2 separate regions of the Mus musculus genome follow, and region 1 is linked to region 2. Evidence: chromatin contacts called from public HiChIP or PLAC-seq data. All regions are on one chromosome and are shown on one strand. Each heading gives the region's core, a stretch centred on a gene start, on an enhancer-like site or on the middle of the called end of the contact. The rest is flanking DNA. Distances are from core to core; before and after follow the strand shown. Region 1 holds the start of Scd4 (stearoyl-coenzyme A desaturase 4). Region 2 holds the start of Scd2 (stearoyl-Coenzyme A desaturase 2).

The links. HiChIP or PLAC-seq counts read pairs in DNA pulled down with a chosen protein or histone mark.
Region 1: a contact with region 2 is called in an H3K4me3 HiChIP or PLAC-seq map of the SCID.adh cell line, with 25 read pairs. The contact joins the promoter of Scd4 here to the promoter of Scd2 in region 2. A contact is called at or near these places in 3 of 39 promoter capture datasets (hippocampal neurons, liver and macrophages), 1 of 15 datasets of contacts at CTCF or cohesin (the NIH/3T3 cell line), 5 of 484 Hi-C or Micro-C datasets (CD4 T cells, the CH12 cell line, Sertoli cells and 2 more), 5 of 115 datasets of contacts at active chromatin or transcription factors (the SCID.adh cell line, embryonic fibroblasts, embryonic stem cells and 1 more) and 3 of 9 other capture datasets (adipose tissue, liver and pancreatic islet).

The regions. Positions count from the first base shown.
Region 1 is chr19:44,329,855-44,336,126 of GRCm38.p6, reverse strand. Scd4 (stearoyl-coenzyme A desaturase 4) reads right to left here and starts at 2,801. Exons shown (of 6, transcript NM_183216.3): 1 at 2,612-2,801; 2 at 1,866-2,133. The coding sequence starts at 2,635.
Region 2 is chr19:44,289,839-44,295,331 of GRCm38.p6, reverse strand. Scd2 (stearoyl-Coenzyme A desaturase 2) reads right to left here and starts at 1,656. Exons shown (of 6, transcript NM_009128.2): 1 at 921-1,656; 2 at 146-428. The coding sequence starts at 944.

The DNA.
Region 1 (6,272 bases), core at 1,552-4,051, 40 kb before region 2:
TTGGGCTTCCCACAAAGATCACAGAGCCAGTGTGCAGGCAGGGAAAGTTCTGCCCACGTTCTCTCTGAGCTGGGACCAGACCCAAGTGATTTTCTGCTTCTAGATGTATTTAGATTGAGCTCTTCCCACGTATCCAAGATGACCCCGAACCACAGGGGAGCCAGGATCCTGCAATCACAGGAGAAAAGAAAGAGCTTTGGCCAAATCAGAGGCCCTCAGTGGAACACCCAAAAGTGTCAGTTTTATGTCACAGGTGTCTCTAGGACATTCATTGGCTTTGAAAACACTCGGAGCATGCACAAGGGAATTGAGACAAGAGCCCTGTTACTGTGTGGCCTCTTTCTCAACCCCATGACTGTCAAATAGACATCTCAGTTCAAATAGATGGCTCAGTTCAAATAGATTAGTTCCATGACCTCCAGACAAGGTCTGTTTGTGTCCCAGGTATATTAAGCAACATCTTTAAGCACTTCTAAGACGTGAGCAGGAGAGCTTTCCTCTTTTAGCACTCCATGTCAGTACCCGAGCAGGGTAGAAGGCTCTCAGAGTATCCAAGTTAGGAGAATACTGGAAAAGCACACAACTAGCCCAAGGACCATGGCTTGGCCTTCCTAATCACAGCAAATTCTGTTGCCCCCCACTTGGTACCTGGAAAAACTGTAGTCCTGAAAGAAAAAAAAAAGAGTTTTTCCTCAGTTGTATTTTCCCTGGCACCTACAGAACTTTTAAGGTAATGCAGAGCTCACCTGCTGCAGGTACTAAGAGACGGAGGGCAGGGGTGGCCAACACCAGCAGCCAACTTCTACATCACTACCTTCTAGAGGCAGCTACCAGAAAGTCTTCTGCCTTCCAGAGAGTGATCTCTGGCTCATCGTTCCTCAGAAGGTAGCAAGGGGCCCTGGCCTGCTCCTCTCTCCCTGATTTAAGAATTGGGAGTCAGAGGCGAATCTACCTGAAAGCACACATGTGGGTCCAGGGGCCAGCCCTGCATCAGCACATACGCACAGATCCCCAAGTTGCTGAGCTAGGGAAGAGACACAGTGGCAACCTTCTTTCTTGTTACAACAGTCTGAAGGCCAGGGTTTCTCAGTCTCTGAGCCTGGCTATTTTGGGCAAGGGGAGGTGGAGGTAGAGAGGAAAGAGCAGAAGGTTCTGGGCCCTTTGTCCTACATGGTATCCAGAGACAAGAGCAGGAACTGGCTGGCCAGGGAATGAATGGAATGTCACCCAATTCTGAAACCCCCCTCCCCCTCTATTTTTGTCATTTTAAGAACATCTTGCTAACTGACAGGACGGACCTGGAGCAGCAGAACTCTACACCAGTGTACTTGGACCGTGTGGGAACCTGCCTCATCTTTCTCTGGGGCAAACAAGCCTGTCCTGGTCAGAATCACATACAAATATTTTTTGTTGGTAATCCCATTTTATTCCTTCTTCTCCAGCGATCCCCTCTGGATAGTCTTACTTTACTCTGTCTCCCGACTAAGCAAATACCCCCTCATTAAGCCCCCATGCCTCTCAGCAAGGGCTCTAGTTTTCCTGTGGCAGGCAATGCTAAGTCAGAAAGCTTTTTGGACGGAAAAGCTCTTTAGGAGACTGTCAATCCTTTGTCATACAGTTATCCCTCCACCTTTTATAGACTTTAGCATCCAAGCTAAAGAACCCCCCAGATCTGACACTCTTGTACCCCAATCCCACGAGGCTCTGTTCCCCGTCTAGTTATCAGTATCTCAGAAAGTGGAGAGAAAACTTGAAAAATCTGGACAGAGAGCGGCTACTTTTCAGAATCAGAGTCTACCTTATTAAAGAGTTGGGGGCGGGGGAGACATGGGGTGCTGGCCCAGGGCGGAGGGTTTGGAGATTACCCAAGAGCCAGGTGTAGACCTTGCAGGAGGGAACCAGTGTGATCCCGTACAGGGCTCCCACGTGCAGCAGGGCCATGAAGATGATGTTCCTCCAGACGTACTCCAGCTTGGGCGGGGGTCCCTCCTCATCCTGGTAGCTGGGGTCATACAGATCATCTTTTATTTCAGGCCGGATATCTTCTGCCTGGAGGGGCATCTTCTCTTCTCCATCCTGCTGTCTCCGGGAGTGGGGTTCCATGATGTTGGTAGTGCTACACCTGCTGGAGATCTTCAACGGGAGGAAGTGAAAGTCAAAAGCAGATACATAGGACAGCAAGGGGGGGGTCCTCCTGTAATACAGCCAAGGCAGTAGAGGCAGAAACCCCAGTGCCCTGATCATAGGAAGACAGAGTACAGATGTGCTAGATGAAGCAGAGAAAACTTCCCAGAAACTACCTAGAATGTGTTGACAATCAAACCTCACAGTGAAGGGGCAGGGACGGGGATCAAACATTCATACCTCAAGCAACATACAAAGGAAAATGCATGTGCATGCAGAAAGGTATTGGCTGGACGGGAGCTTTCTTTCCTTTAAAGTCAACTGGCAACATGACTGCCACATCCCTCACTTGAAGGTCATACAAATCTAATAAGATATCTGAGATGTCTCTGTAGCTCTCAGCTCTGGCCTCTCTCCAGTCAGCACAGTCCCACCTGGTACCAAAGATCCTGTGCTAGAGGGAGGGGGTCATTGATGAAAAGCTGACCTCTTGTGGCAAGTGGGCCGTCATCTTGCTCCTTGGAAGCCTAGATCCTCTTGTGAAGGCAGAGAGAGCAAGGTCCAGGTCTGCAGCGACTGAGGATCGGTGAAGCGTTGAGTCCAGAGCCCACTGTGCGCTGTGTGTACTGCGTTGATGCCCGGCTAACTGTGCAGGTGTCACCAGTCAGTTCTGCTGTGTGTTGTTGTTTCCAGGCACAGGATTTAAAGGGTATGTAGAGCTGGCACTTGGTGACTGTGTCTGGTATTTGTTCAGATGTGCTTCATGACTGCCAACAAGGGATAAAGAATTCAGAGCTGGCTAGTCAAGGCAGCCCCATGAGGAGATAAAGACTGAAGGCGAGAGAGGGGAGGACAGCCAGCAAAGCCCACATTCACCTAAGGCAAGGCTATGGGATGCTGCACACACTAAGAGAGAGCCACCTTTGTCCCCATTCCTAGACAGATGGAGTATTCTCAGCACTCTGGCAAGCTCTGAGCAGAGGAATTTGTTACTCTCTTGTCTTCCTGGCTCTGGCATCCAGAAATCTGCTATCTCGCTGGCAGACAGCCCTCTGTGCCAACCTCCTCGGTTTCATCTCTGTGGACCCTGGGTCTCTGCCAGCATCATGACTGGAGGAATCTGGGGTCCAGTTCTCAAGCTTCATAGAGGGTAGAAAATGTCCACAAAGTGGGAAAAGAGTGAATCTGGGGGGTGAGAGTCAAGTTCAAGCCCAGGACTAACACAGGTGCTTGGCAAATGTGTCACACTGGGGCAGTTGCACAGTGGGGACAGCTCATCAGTGTCCACCACAATTCCACCTTCTCTTTCCACTCATCAGGTGTGGTGGGGGTAAGGGGGGGTGGACTGGCCTCCACCCCCAGATCTCGAGACAAGAGCAGGTGCATAGCCCGCCTTCTTACTTAGCATCTCAAGCCAGTGGCGGCTCTTCCCCACCCACCTGCCCAGGATGTTCAGCAGAATCGCAGAATGCTCTGACCAGCTCACACACACAGTCACACGCACAGGGCTGAGTGTCTGAGCCCACGCTCAGTCATAGGACTCGTTTCACAGGGGATAACCACCTCCAGACATTAGCATTTAATTACTTCCCTATGTTCCTGCCCCCGGAACATCTGCTGCAGGCAGGGAGGTCTGAAGATTCTCCCATCAGGTTGGGAATTGGGAGTCTTCTATAAGGAAAAAGTGGGAACCTCAGACAGGCGTTTACAGGCAGCAGAGGTGCAAAGGTTTGCCTGTGAAATAAGAAGACTGAGCTGGTATGGAATGACTTTAAAAAAAAAAAAAAAAAGCTAATACTAACTTTTTAAAAAGTCTCCCCGTGACCCATGACCTGTGGTTTTTAAGGAGAAGGAAGTTGAGATATAGAGAGCTCAGATAATTTGTCTGTGGTCCCAGGAGCCAGTGACTCACAGAGCTAGAAACTGATCATAGTAGGCAAGATGCCAGAGCCCAGGCTCAAACCCTGCTCGGAAAGCGATGCTGGCCTAGAGTCCCAAGACAAAATGACTTCACAGGCCGTCTTCAGTAGATTCACAGCAGGATGAGGAAGCTCAAACTGCAGGGATTTGCATTCACTAGGGTCTCCTGAGATAGACATCTCCCCTGTACACTTCCCCCCCACACACACACAAAGGAGACTATATGAGGGCAAGCATGACCAACTTGTCCCTCTGTGAAAGCTTCCTTGGCCTCTCCATCCTCTTCCCCTCTTATCAAACAGCGAGGGACCCCACAGTCCTTTTGGCTCCCCACATACTTTGCTTTGCTTTGACCCCACAATTTTATTTTAACAGCCATATTGAGACTTGTTTGCACTGGGCATGGTGGTGTACATTTTTCATCCCAGCACTTGGGAGGCAGAGGCAGGTGGATCTCTATGAGTTTGAGGCCAGCCTGGTCTACCAAGCAAGTTCCAGGACAGCCAGGACTATAGACAGAAACCTTGTCTGGAAAAACAAACCAAAAACCAAAAAACCAAAAAAACCAAAAAAACCAAAAAACCAAAAAACCAAAAAACCAAAAAACCAAAAAACCAAAAAACCAAAAAACCAAAAAACCAAAAAACCAAAAAACCAAAAAACCAAAAAACCAAAAAACCAAAAAACCAAAAAACCAAAAAACCAAAAAACCAAAAAACCAAAAAAAACCAAAAAAAACAAAAAACCAAAAAACCAAAAAACCAAAAAACCAAAAAAAAACAAAAAAACCAAAAAACCAAAAAACCAAAAAACCAAAAAAACCAAAAAACCAAAAACCAGTTTGCAAGTCCATCTCACGGGTAAACCATAAGCCTCCTCATGGCAGGAGCCCTGCCTGACCTTTCCTTGGTTTCTCTAGTGCATTATAGAATTTCTTACAGACATTAATTATTCAGTGATCACTTCCCAGAAGAGAGATAAGTTACGGGATCTGAGAAGGGACCAGTGGGGACTGTGATTTGCTTGAAATGAAATTCGTAAATGCGAGCTAGAGGAACCCCCTACTGCAGTTGTAAAAGTAGGCATGGCATTATCTACGGCTGGCTAGGAAGCAGAGAAATGGAGACTCGAAGGGCACTTATGAGCCTGGAAGTTGCCCAACTGTTCTAAAGAACAATCTATCGGCACCCAATAAGATCAAATGTGTGCATCTATCATCCAGAGATTTCCGCTCCCAAGAAACTGTTTTCTTCAGTGACTTTCGTCAGGGCAGATTTTTGTGTCTTGTTTTTGTGTACTTTTGGCTCTATGGGGGATCAAATTCATAACCTGGTACATACCAGGCAAGTGCTGTACCACTGAGCTACATTTCTCAGCCCTGGGTTGTTTCTTGAAAGGTTTCACTATGTAGCTCAGGCTGGCTTGGAACATCGAACCCCTCTGCCTCAGCTAGAGTAGCTGGGGATTTCATGGGTTTTGTTTTAAGGAAAGAGCCTTCCGACACTCCAACACACAGTTGGAGATAGATGATGGGCAAATAGGTCAGACAATTCAGTCTCACATGTCGTCAGGCCTAATCCCAGCATTTGGGAGGCTGAAGGAGGATGACCAACTTGAGGACATCCTGGGTGATGAAGCCAGACTCTGTTTCAAAAACAAAAATTAAAATCCTTTTCAGCACTTGGGAGGCAGAGGCAGTTGGGTTTCTATGACTTTGAGGCCAGCCTGGTCTACTCAATGAGTCCCCAGCCAGTCAGAGCTACAGAGTTGAGAATCTATCTCAAAACAACAACAAACAAAATCCGTTTTCATCATATTTACACAAAGGTCTAAGCTAAAAATTCTCACACACTGAGGGATGCTCTCAGTGAGGGAACAGAACACTTGAACCTAGAGCCTGCATGTGTACGTTTTGAAAGATCTTTACAATCAACATCCTTCCTTTTCAAGAACACTGAACTAAAATGATCCAGGGTCTGTAAAAAGAGCAGGACCTCAGACCGGGGTTTGAGTATGACCCAGTTATACAGCCTACAGCCTTATAGGGTGGGGATGCCTATCTTTAGAATTTGGGATCTTTGTGAGAATCTGTGAGCCACTCAGGTACACAAAAGGCAGGTAAAGGACATCTGGTCTGAACTGAAGTTTCCTTGGCTCATTTTATACATGCATTTTCAGTTTTTCACCTAACACATGGAAGTCAGACAACCATGGAGGGTAGAAGCAGC
Region 2 (5,493 bases), core at 407-2,906:
ACCACGAGGTTCTTTGCCCAGTCCAGCTGGTCCAACAAGAACCAAAAAGAAAGGGCCACTGCCTTGGGTCAGAGACCAGAGGCCACCTCTTTAAAGATCAAGGAGAAATCTGAAGTATTGGCCCAAGACAAGGGGTGCTGCTCACCGAAGAGACAGGTGTAGAGCTTGCAGGAGGGAACCAGTGTGATCCCGTACAAGGCTCCCAAATGCAGCAGGGCCATGAGAATGATGTTCCTCCAGACGTACTCCAGCTTGGGCGGGGGCCCCTCATCATCCTGATAGGTGGGGTCATATAGATCATCTTTTAGTTCAGGGCGAACATCTGCTCCCCAGTGGTGAGAACTCTTTTCAAACTTCTCGCCTCCATTCTGCTGTCCCCCAGAAGGTGGCGCTGTGATTGTGGTGGTGGCTGAGTAAGCGCCAGAGATCTGCAATGAGAGGGGGTGGAGAATTAGGGACTGCAGACGCGTGGGGGCAGCAGGGGTTACTTTCCCTCTAATATAACTGCGGGAGAGATGCAATAACGGCCATACCCCAGTGCCAAGGTTGCATGACTGTAGAGCGCACCAATGGAACACGGAAATGTGCAGGCCATCGGGAATAAGCCTTATGATGAAGGGGCAGGAAAGGACGCTTTATTAGCAGCACCCTTAGCAACTCACAAAGGAAAATCTGCGCATATCGAAAAGAGGTCAGGTTTTACTTTAAGAAACACAAGTTGGGACAATCAACTGTACTGAGTAAAAATCCGGTTATCACCCGGTCCAGAAACAATCTATCAAGGTTGAGCAATTCGGAAATGATGGCTAAATGCTCCCAGCTGCTCTGAACTCTCTCCAACCCTCAACAGCCACCCACCTAGAAGTCCAATCTGCAACCGCCAACCTGAGGAGGGGGTGGGGGGTGGGGTGTAAGCTCACCTCTTGCAGTATGTGGGCCGGCATCTTGGCGTCGGATGCTGGGGTCACGTTCCCAGGGATGAGAACGTGCAGCGAGCTTCAGACCTCAGCGACAAAGGGTGCTATGACTAAGTTTCTGCAGCCCGCTGCGCGGTACAAGCTCTGGGCCAGAGCTGGCAGTGGGGTATTAATGTCCTGTATATCCTTAGGTTCGTTATATTGATCAATGACCAGATAAAAAATCAAAAACTGGCTGGCCAGGGCAGCCGCGGGCGGAGATAAGGATAGAAAATGAGAGGACGCCAAAATCGCAGCTTGCAGCCACCGGTGTCCAGGAGTCAGAATACTGCAGACACCAACACCGCATTGTCCCATCCCTAGCCAAGCGGAGGGGGGCGATGCTAATGAGGCCTTCGTAAACTCTGGCTAGTCATTGGCCGATGGGAATTTGGTACCACCTCGTCCTGCTGCTCTCATTGGCTCTGCACAATCTGCTGTTCCCTCTGCCTCCAGCTCCGCCCCCCCCTCCTCCCTTCTTTTTCTGCTCCTGGCTTCTCACCCATCCCCCGCTGGTCCTCCACCCAGCCCCCACCCTGCCACGGGGGCGCTTCAGCGCTTTCTCTGGAAGAGAAGACCCAATCTAGCAGTGGGGGTTGGCTACCGGGGCAGGAAGACGCGGAGAGGTACATAAAGTGGGAAAGCCACTAGAGCGCCGACCACTTGCAACTCCATCCGGTCTTTGCATTTCCAGAGGCGCGTGGGAGGGGAAATGGCTACCACCAACAGAGAGCAAAGCTGAGAGGGGCCTCCCTCCCCAACAGGCGCCTCTGTAGTCCCTTTTGGAACAATGGCTCAGCCTTGCCCACCAGCTCCAGGATGCTTACCAGATAATAACTCGGAGCTCTGGTACTGTAATCAAGTTTTCATAGATCTGTGGCTTGCCCATTCACACTGGTCTGGGTCACCATGGTCACTGTGCACACTCCGAGAGCACAGCCAAGGTCAGTCAGCAGTATCTCAATCCCACCCCTCACCCCCCACTTCCCACCTCACGCCTTGCGAATACATGTGGCACCTTTAGGAGACTCTTTTGTTGAAAGTTTGCAGTTTGCTATCTGAAAACCGCCGAAAAGCATCTAGCCGAGGGAGCCTTATGTATGTGGAGTAGGAACAGAGAGTGGGTATTAAATTATTACTGCAAGGTTCTCTGTGACCGCTCAGTGGGTAGCCCTGTTCTTCCACTCTAAGCAGGAAGAAGGGGACATAGGGACATACGGAGATGGGATAAACTGTTCAGCCGGCAAGGGGAGGAGCTAGCTGTGCTGAAACGCTTTCAAGCCACTCCTCAGAGGACCCTATGACCCTTGAACCTTGGGTGCTCTGACCTAACACACCTCCCTCGCTGCCCCATCTTCTCTGGGGCCTGTGTTAACTCTTTCAAGAGATAGAACTTGTAGCCTATGCAGGCGGTGCATTCACAGAGTACCTTCTGTATCCAGGTCACCCCATTACTGTATCTCCCACCTCTAGGAAAAGGGGTTGATAGACATCTTGTCTTCTCAAGAAGAGAGATGCCAGGCATTTCCTGAGACCAAACCAGACCTCTTGCCTTCTGGTCTCAGGGGCTTGCCAACTCTCTGGCTTGTGACCAGACACCTCCATTGCAGGCCTGGCTCACTGACCATAGCCAAGAATGCTGAACAAGACCAGGTGTCCTCAGCAAATGGCTGGCGGAGGCTCAGAGGTACTGTGTGAAGTTATCTGGAGATGTCACTTCCCCCTGGGTTGTCTGCGTGATGTCTGATCTTTTACTAGCTGTGGGTTTGTCCTTTGTCCTTGGCTGTTAAAAACAAACTCCCTTAGACTGTGAGGCCTTTACAACAGATACTGGCTCCTCACGGTTCTGGGGGCTGGGTATCTATAGCAAAGCCCCAGCAGTTTGATTCTGCCAAGAATGGGCCTTTGATTCTTAGGTGGCCATCTCTGTGTTCAATGGGGAAGGGGTGAGCTTTGTCTCTGGGGTTTCTCTTTAAAAACAAACAAAAAGATTTAGTATTACTTGTAATTATACGGACATGTGTGTGTGTGTGTGCATATGCACACATGTGTGAAGGTACTTGAGAATGCTAGAGGTGGCAGGTTCCCAGGAACTGGAGTTGAGCAGTCTGTGTGGGAACTGAGAATCCAACTCTGGTGCTCTGAAAGAACAGCAAATGCTCTTAATGGCTGAACCGCCTCTCCAAATCCTGGGGTCTCTTTTAAAAGGACCACTCCCATCATCCACAGGGTGTGTGTGTGTGTGTGTGTGTGTGTGTGTGTGTGTGGTGGAGCATCACCCTCCATGCTACTATTCCAGATACTGATGAAGGTCCACCAGATGAGTTGGGATTTCCAAGTATCTATTGCATGCTGCTTTGGGGAAGAAGACACAGTGTTTCCTTTGGAATGCCTTGATTGCTACTAAAGGCAGCTCTCCACTGGAGACAAACTGCCCTTACATTCCCTCAACCTGCAGCCTACAGTGCTGCCTGCATCAGAGCTGGTTGGTGATGTTTCTTAAGCCAGCTGCCATTGCATTCATTGTCTATCGGAGAAAGCAAGGGAGGCCTGCCAAGACAATGACGTAGAACAGGAGTCCTACATTTCTCTCCCTTGGGGAGAAAGTTCTGGAAACCTAGAAAAGGAATGAGTTAAGGGTTCCAGGAAGAAAAGGTGGGAGACCATGTTAACTGTTGATAATCAAGATAGGAAACTGCCTGTCTCATCCCGTGTGGGCCAGCTTCAATAAAGCTGTGTGATAGGGATGATACAGCACAGCATGAGGCCTGGCATCAAGAAGTACGAAGTGACCAGGTTGAAAGGTATAGGTAATATGTGATGAATGTTTGCCTATGCTTGCGTTTGCAGGGATGCAGGGATGCAGGGATGCGAGAAGTGCAGGCTTCTTTGGTACAGCAATGCACAGTGTGTGCGTGGAAGCTGGGGACGGGACTATAAAGTTTTCTGTATGAAAAAGGACACACAGTGTATGGCAGTTTTTAATTTTGACCCTTCAACTCAAGAGAGTAAGAATAAAACAACCCCCCACATTGGTATATTAAGTAAATAAGTTAATTGTAGGGTGTTCCTATTGGCCACAGCATGGAGCCTGTACTTCTTTTGGGGGCTTTGGAGGCCCTCTGGACCTTGGTCCTTCCCTGCTTATGTCTTTCCCTTAAATGTCTTCATTTCTCTTCAGTCCCATTTTTCAATATTAAACGATAAAAATATTCCTTTCCCTTTGCCTAGAGCATTCTTCCCTCCGACCTTTACCCACTGCTGACCTTACTGATTCCTGGTCTTGTATTTTGTTTTTGTTTTTAAATTACCCAATGGTTTTACCAGGCTGGCTCCCCATGTCGGGTGGTTTCCGCTTTTCTGACAGCTGTACTGAAATTTACCAAGAAAATAGGGCTTGGGTACCTGACCCAAGAAGGGCTTTAAATAGGTGTTTGTTTATTAAACTTGTTACATAATCATAACTAGATAATTGAACTATAATATTATTTATAATAATAATATAAATAAGATTATCCTCTTTATTATTTCTTTCAGGAATAATAATAGGCAATAGGTGAGCAGTATAGTAAAAAGGTTATGAAAAGATGAATCTTGAGGTGGGCATTGTTTCCTTACTTCTCGGGATGGCAAGTCATAGGACTTTCAGGACATGCAGATGTGGTGGCAGGTGAGTGGCCCTGGGACTTTGCAGTAAGACTCACAGGGAGGCATGTTTTCTAGCTCTCATGTCTAAGCCAAAAGCAGATGCTAAGCAGGCGAAGAGAACAGAGAGGAGAGAGCCACAGGCTTGGCTCCAGGAGCTTCGACCTCCTTCAGCAAGGCACTTGCTAGAGAAGTCTTTCTCGGTTGGGATGTGGGAACTCAGTAAGAGAAAAGAAACAAAGTTACTGTGAGCAGTTTTATTCCCCATCACGTTCAGATACAAAGTAAGCATCCTCTAACTTGGAATGAGGTCAGCCATTCCAGTAACTCCATAAGGAAAGTAAATGAGTCTTTTTAGTCCCTCCCCTCCCTTCCTCTCCTGTTTTCCCCTTCCTTCCTCCCCCTCCCATTTCCCTACCCTTCCTTTCCTTCACAAACAGTTCCCACTCAAACCACATCACATAGGCAAGGTCTGTGTCCTCTGCTTGGTTGGAGTTCCAGAGTGTCTAGAAGTAAGGGCCACAGTGTAAACCCCTGAAGAGTCCTTGCTTAGGATGCCGTTTGTGCCTGAATCAGGAAAGCAAAGCACACTTTACCCCCCCACACCCCCTCCCCACCCTCACCCCTAGAGGAGCAGCCTGGTGCACAGTGCTGGATCCCCAGGACAGTGAAGGAGATGACTGGTTGGTCAAGGAGGGACAGGAGAGACAGTCTGGGAATCTTCCTTCTGGAAGAGGCTAGAGAGAGAGGCGAAGGTCGCTCTGTTCATTCCACTCCTTTCTGCTGCAGAACTCTGAACCATCTGAGAAATATTACTCAAGAGCCATCACTCAAGTTCAGTATGTGTGTTAAGGTGAAAGGAACATACCATTCTTAATTTTATTGAAAAGCT